2 separate regions of the Sus scrofa genome follow, and region 2 is linked to region 1. The links are chromatin contacts, called in public Hi-C maps. All regions are on one chromosome and are shown on one strand. The core of a region is the stretch at or near the end of the contact, and the rest is flanking DNA. Distances in the headings are between cores, read along the strand shown.

Region 1 (3,404 bases), core at 89-2,588:
GTTGCAGAGTAGAAGCCCCAAGTAAGCCAGCCTGACCAAGGATTAAGCCACATTTCTCCAAGGGTGGCTGCTAGATGACCAGCACTGGAATACTCTAGGTTGCTTCAAGAATGCAGATTCCAAGGCTCTGCCAGAAATCTCAATAAGATTCCCAGCAATGGGGCTGGAAATTTTTTTTTTTTTTTTGGTCCTGCACCCGTAGCATGCAGAAGGAAGTTCCTGGGCCAGGGAATCTGCGCCACAGTAGCGACGCGAGCCACTGCAATCACAATGCTGTATCCTCGACCGGCTGAATCACCAGGGAACTCTGAAATCTGCATTTTTAACAAGCTCACCAATGGATTCTAAGGCTCCCAAAGTTTGAGGCCCACAGTTTAGGCTTTCTGTAATTAGGATGTATTGATCATGAGCAGAACATGGCCATAGAGAGAGCAGGCAGTGTCAGGCTGGACTCTGCCTCACGTCCATCAGAGGCTGCGGAGCCGGTGGGCCCTGTGCAAAGAGCTCCGAGTTCATCTGGGTATAGGCACGGGGGTTTTCAAGTGCAGAAGCTGGGGTGAGAGGGAGTGAGGAGCGGTGAAGGAAGGTGGAGGAGGCTGCACGATATCTCTGCCAGTGCATTTGCATGTCCCGGAGAGGCGAAGGCCTGGCCAAAACCGCCCAGCAAAGGTTCCAAGCAGAATGGCTCCAGAACCCCATTTTAAAAGGCATTCCTGAGTGCCTGGCCATTTCCTTTTGGATGATCCCAGAAAGCAGGATGGAAAGGAAATCAGGCCCCAGGGCTCTGAGAAGGGAAGTCAGGCAGCCTTGGAAGTGGCGAGAGCAGGGGGAGGCCCAGGTAGGCCACCTGGGGCAGAGGCTGCGCCCCTTCCAAGGTCACTTTCAAAGGCACAGGAGGGAGGCAGCTCCCAAGAAACCCCCGAGTCCTCAGTTCATTAATGAAAGATATCTTGGGCAGGCCACAGGGTCCAGAACGTGAGATTAAGCCTTTAGTTTGGAGTTTGAGAAAATGAAAAAAAAAAAAATCCTTTATAAAACTGGAAAAGGAAGAGTTTTTCCTCAACTCACCAACAACTCCAAAACGACCGAACACAAAGTGCTTTAAACTTGGCATGTAGGAGGACCTCCGTGAAAATAATTTCTCAGCTCATTTGGAGGGAAAATGGTGCTATTTTGGGGACCACCTATAACAGCTGGGCATGCTCTGTGCAAGTCACTCAAGTGAAAATGTGACTGTTAGTCAAAAAAGTGGGACAAGGAGGAGCTAGAGAAGGGAGATGGCGTGAGTGTGGGGAAGCTCCGGTGCACAGAGGCCAGCTGCTTCTTCCAGAAATAGTTGTGCCCATCTCTGCGTCCAGGTTTTCTCAGAGGAGTAGGAGGGAACGCAACAGGGCCAGCAGGGTGGCTGCTCTGTGGCACTGGGGCCACCCCACTGGACAGACAGCGCCTCTGTCCATCCCACATGCCCGAGTCCTTCTCAGAGTCCAGCCTGGACCAACACAGCCCTTTCCCACCATCTCTTCAGTGGGAAAACCACAGGGAACAGCTTAGCTTCAGTCTTCTTCTCCAGATCAAAAAAATGAGGGCATTGCTCAGAACGGTCCCTATGATTTGTATTTATATAGTGCCATAGATAAATAGTCATATATATTTACTTACATTGTGTCATAAAGCACATATACCTATCATTTGTATTTTTATAATGCCATACATACGTATGACACTATAGAATACAAATAGACAGTATTCATATAAATTATAAATACCTATTATAGGTATTTATATGTGTACGTATGTCAATATAATATGCATATATATGTGTGTAGATATTTATGTGTATATATAAACACCATATATAAAGACAAATCACATATACAGATATGTATGTACACACACACACAGGGCCTGAGTTACCTAAGGCTTTCCAAAAAAAACCATGGGCAATAAACCTTTGATTCCTATTGTGGGTTCAATTGTGTCCCCCAAACGCTACAGTGCAGTCTTAACCTGTGACTATAAGCCTTCTTTGCAAATAGGGTCTTTGCCGATGTACCTATGTTAGGATGAGCTCCTACTAGGGCAGGGTGGACCCTTATTCCAACATGACTGGTGTCCTTATAAGAAGGGTAGTGACATAGAGACTGACATACACAGGGAAGAGGCCATGTGGAGATGGAGGCAGACTTTGGAGTGATGCATCTACAAACCAAGGAACTATAAGGACATTCAGCAACCACCTAAAGCTAGGAAAGCAAAGGAGTCTCCTCTCCTAGAGCCTTCAGGCACCCCAGTCTCAGCTTCTAGCCTCCAGAACCATGAGAGAATCCATTTCCATCATTTTAAGCCACCCAGTTAAGCACCAGTGTGTGGTACTTGCTGAGGGAGGCCCTGGGAAGCTAACAGGATGCCCACTGCAGAATGGAAGGGAAGCAAAGCCTTTGTATTCAATAGGTTTTGCATCTGCAGAGCCTGCAGTTCTCAGAACTCCATCCCTGGCTCTCTCTCTCTCTCTCTCTCTCTCTCTCTCTCAGGGGAAGGGGTAGGATGGAGATATTTAACCGTTTCCAACCAAACCCAACATCTGACAGGTTATGAAGGCACTCACAGCCGGCCCCCACCCCCGTCCCCCCATCCCCACCCCACACCCCTCCATGGTGTCGGCTGATGGCAAAGTGCACGTGGCCACCATCCTAAGCCCAAGCTTGGTCATCTGGAAACAGGGAAATGAGAGAGGACAACACTCCACAGCCTTTCTCTCCTTGCCCCACTCCCTCCCGGCACCAGGACAGCTTTTTTGAGAGCTTTGAGCTCTCAAGGGCTGGTGGAGATTTATGGTTAGTATGCCTCTAGATCAGAGCTCCTGCTGTTAGAGAGTGTTCTCTTTTCACTTTAATGATATACAGGAATTCTTCCCCCCCCAACCCCAAAACAGCCACACATCTTTTTAAAATTTGCACCTTTTTTTTTTTTTTTTTTCAGACTGGTTTCCTATGGTGAAGGAGAGGCTAGGAAATGCCCAATAAATCATCTGTCTGTCCTCACTCAATTGAGAGGCAGGAAATGCTGAGAACAGTCCCCTTGCCTTTGCCACTTTGCCTATAATAAGAGCTATCAGGACCCTTTGCAGGGCATCCCCTCTGACAGGAGGAGTCATTCTTCAAGCCCACGGGACTTGTTTCTAGGGACCAGAACCAAAGGCGGCAGGCAGGTTTGGGAGGCTGACTGCCTCCGCTACCAGCCCCTTCCACCAGTAACCTGGCCCTGGGCTGGTCCTGGGAAGTCCATTCAATCAGCCGTGGTTTAAGGGGCTCCATGTACATGTCATGGTATTTGTCTGTGCAGGACCAAAGGACTTGTAATCCCTGGTCCTTGTTTACAGTATAGATGGTGCAACAGCTAAGTCA
Region 2 (3,600 bases), core at 488-2,987, 140 kb before region 1:
AGGGGCCGGCTGCTGGCCAAGCAGAAAGTTCCCAGGTTAGTGCCCTTGCATACCACCTGTGGCCTTGCCTCAGTCTCATGCCTGCCATGCCTGGCTCATCTCTGAGCTCTGGCTTCCTCTTTTAGCCCCTAGACGCCTCCACTGACCACTCCCTGGCCAAGCGCTGGCCATTCTTGCTGAGTCAGCTCATCAGCTAATTGCCACCAGCTGGACAAGGCTGCCTTCCCAAGATGCAGTGGGCTGCCTGCTCTTGGAGGCCAACTCTGGTAGCTCATTTGCTGGGGAATTGGCATTGCTTCTTCCAGTGAATGTTGGGGGAGACATCCCAGCCAGGCCTGGGGTGGGGATGAGGTGTGGAGGCAGACCCAGGAGCAGGTAGGGAGATGGGGGATGGACCTGTGGAGGACCAGGGGACCCCTTTCTATGGCTCATGGCCTTTTTCCAGAGCAGTGGTTCTCCCTGGAGGCAGGGAGGTGATCCCCAGCCCCAGGGGCATTTGGCAATGTCTGGAGATATTTTTGGTTGTCACGACTGGCGAGGGCGGAAGGGATGCTACTGGCATTTTTTGGGCAGAAGTTGGAGATGCTGCTAAACATCTTACAATGCACAAGACAACCCCTAGAACCAAGGATTCTCCTAGCTGAAGTGTCAACAGTGCCGAAGTTGAGAAAGACGAGAGATGAGGCTAAGGCAGCTGGTGCGGGGAGCCTCACGTTTGAGAGGTGGCCTCCAGGGGCTTCCATGGGTCCAGTGATGACTGAGTCTCAGGGCACCTCTGCAGCCTTCCCTGCTCTTTCGGGCCTTGGCATGGAGCCACGATTCTCTCTGCAGGACTGGTCCTGCTCCTCCCTGTCCACCCTATCCCTGCTGCCGTATTTGGGGCTGAGGGGCAATTTCAACAGCCCATGGGTATGAGATGTTCAAGAAGCCTCTTCTCTTATTTCGCTCCATGTCAGCCCATAGTTTTAGAAGGGCAAGGAAGTGAGGGCTTTCTTACCATTTTTCAAAAAAACACGACACATAGAGGAATTTTAAAGAAATTTCTCTATAATAATAGGAGTCAACACCATCAATTGCTTCTTTTGTACTAGGAACTTTCACATACGTGATATGGTATCATGATCACATGGACCTTGGCCACAGGTAATATTATTACTCCTTGAAAAAAAAACAACCCAAACCCAGCTGAAGTCCAGACAGGTTCCTTAATTCGCCCAAGTGAGAGACCTAGAAAGAGGTGGTGCTGAGACTGGGACCACATTTTTGCCTGCAAATCTGTAATTAGAGCACCATTGAAGATTTCGCCTGTAGGAACCTTGCAGGTGAAAAGGACCACGAGGGTTCTTGTGTCTGTCTGGCCCTGGTGGGGAAGCTGGGAGAGGAGCTGTGGACAGGTGACCACAGGAAAGGGGGCCGCCAGGAAGAGGAGGCTACTAGAGGCCACGGCTGATTCTTGTGAGGGGATGACTCAGCCTGGGCCAGGGAGGGTCCTTTTTGTCCTCCCAGGCCCATATCTGCACCCCGGGGAAGCCCAGCCATGCCATCTAACCCTGGGGTTGATAAAACTGCCCAAAAGGAAGGACTAGGCTGCCCTTTGCTGCCCAGAGAGCAGCCATCCAGCCTCGTCTCTCCAGGCATCCAGGCGTCCATCTGTCTGTCTGGGGAGCTCTGGCTGGGCTGCTGGCTGCTGCAGGGGAGCTTGGAGGCTGCAGGAGGCCGGCAGTAAACAGGAAATGGTTAAGTAAGAGCAGGTGGAGCATGCCGGGTGCTGGAGCAGGGCAGGAAATAGCTGAGCGGCTGAATGGACTCAAAAGAATGCCCTGCCCTCCTCCCCGGGGCTCTGGCAAAAGCACTGTCCACCCACTCCTCCCTGGCGGTGCTGTGAGGCGCCCAGCCTGGAAGCAGCCTGACCCCAGGGCCCTTCTCAGCTCTGCAGGGGGTGGTGCTGGGGTGGGGGAGGGGGTGAGGGACCCAGGAACCAGGAAGTCCAGCCAGGACCAATGAGGCAAGAAGGAGGGAGTTGCTCCCCTGCGGGTGGGAGGGTGGGGCCGCCCATCAGGCCCAAGTTTAGTGGCCCAGGTGTGAGGGGCTGCGGGAGGCGGGCAGGTGCCCCAAGAACCAGCAGCTGTCTTCTTCTTCCAGGGCCCTTTGCACTGACTGCAACTCCCAGAATGTTCTGTCTCGGCCTGGGTGGAGCACACAGCCAGGTGTGCAGCCTGAGATCCGGAGAGGAAGGCCAGACACAATGGGGTTCCCTCCCTCCAGACCTCAAAGTTGCTCATTTTCAGATAGGTTTCTGTGCTCTGCCCTGGAATAAAGTGAGTGGTGCTCTCTTGGCCCCCCGGCTCCCCTTCAGAGTGATCTAATCTTGCAGGCAAACAGGACTCTGCTTCCTGGGGTCCCCTTGCCAGTGAGCTTCTCCCCCACAACAGATGGTCTAGGTTCTCTGGCCTTGAAGCTGACCCATCGCTGTCCGAGGACTCCAGGGCATCCAGGTCTGAACTCCCACCCAGGCCTCATTGGGCAGAGATGCCCACAATGCTGGGCACCTAGTGGCACACAGGGATGCTGAGGCCGGAGTAGTCTGTCCCCATTGCTGGCTTGTTGCCCAGCACATGGCTCCTGGGAGCATCAGAGCAGCAGCGGGAAGCTGATGGCTTTGATGCCTGCCTGAGGAGGGAGGGGGACCAGTGGGGAAGAAGCTGTGCTCTTGACAGCAGTGGACATCAAGGGTGTCGCAATCCCCAAAGAATGATAGCAACCCCACTTTATTGGTATCTGTCCCATTTGTTCATAGTAAGTATATATTTAAGTATATACCTATATTTATTTATACACACTATTGACTTTAAAACCCTACAGCAACCCAAAGAAGAAGCACTTTGTTCCCATTTTACAGATGAGGAAACTGAGACACAGAGAAGTGAAGTAACTTGCCCTAGTAGTAAAGCAGCTGGAGCTTCGGGAACTCTGATTTCAAACCTGGGCAGATGGGTCCAGTCCCTACTCCAGCCACTGTGGTGAACTGCTTACGTGGGAACCTTTTGAGGAGGCCATCCTGGTTCCCCTGGAGTTTGCTAATGAGATCCCTATTCTTTAAGAGAAATTCCTTTCCTCTCAGGAGCCAGAATTTCTGATCACCCTTTCTTACTGGCTGAGGCTCCCAAGGCCTCAGACAAGAGGACCAGGACAGAGGAGGAGAAAGTGGTGGAGAGCTGATTTCCTCTCCAGGCTGAGCTTGGCATCTTCCCACTGCCGCTGACATGGGGCCCCAAGGAAAGTGCCGTGGATTCTGTTCATTCAAGAACCAGGTGTTGGCACCAGCGCTGTGCCAGGGGCTGGGCTGGGCACCGGGAGGAGCCTGCTAAAGTAGACACGTTATGTGCCCCGGGGTGTTGGCGGCAGAGGCAGAGACAGTCACTGACACGTCTATAGATTGAATGTGGTGGACACTGAGCTAGAGGGAGGCTTGGGGGTGGGAGCATGGCAACAGTGAGTCGGGCCTTCAGCCAGTCCAGGAAGTCAGACACGGTGTCCTGAAGGGGAGCATGACTTAGCGGAGCCTCAAAGGATGGTCCAGGTTTAACCAGGAGAAGAAAA

The links. A called contact is a pair of places that touch in the nucleus more often than the background predicts.
Region 2: a contact with region 1 is called in a Hi-C map of skeletal muscle, with 2.9 times the contacts expected there. The contact joins two enhancer-like sites. A contact is called at or near these places in 1 of 47 Hi-C or Micro-C datasets (skeletal muscle) and 1 of 2 datasets of contacts at active chromatin or transcription factors (skeletal muscle).

What each region holds. Positions count from the first base shown.
Region 1 is chr7:92,254,110-92,257,513 of Sscrofa11.1, reverse strand. All of the region lies in intron 11 of RAD51B (DNA repair protein RAD51 homolog 2), which reads right to left. Among named protein-coding and RNA genes, the nearest start is that of ZFP36L1, 240 kb to the left of the region's middle. Within about 2 kb of position 1,338, at least 2 of the 83 cell types and tissues checked have an H3K27ac peak or open chromatin away from gene starts, as enhancers often do. A contact at or near this core is called in skeletal muscle, where this site is marked.
Region 2 is chr7:92,396,043-92,399,642 of Sscrofa11.1, reverse strand. No RefSeq gene overlaps it. Among named protein-coding and RNA genes, the nearest start is that of ZFP36L1, 98 kb to the left of the region's middle. Within about 2 kb of position 1,737, at least 45 of the 83 cell types and tissues checked have an H3K27ac peak or open chromatin away from gene starts, as enhancers often do. A contact at or near this core is called in skeletal muscle, where this site is marked.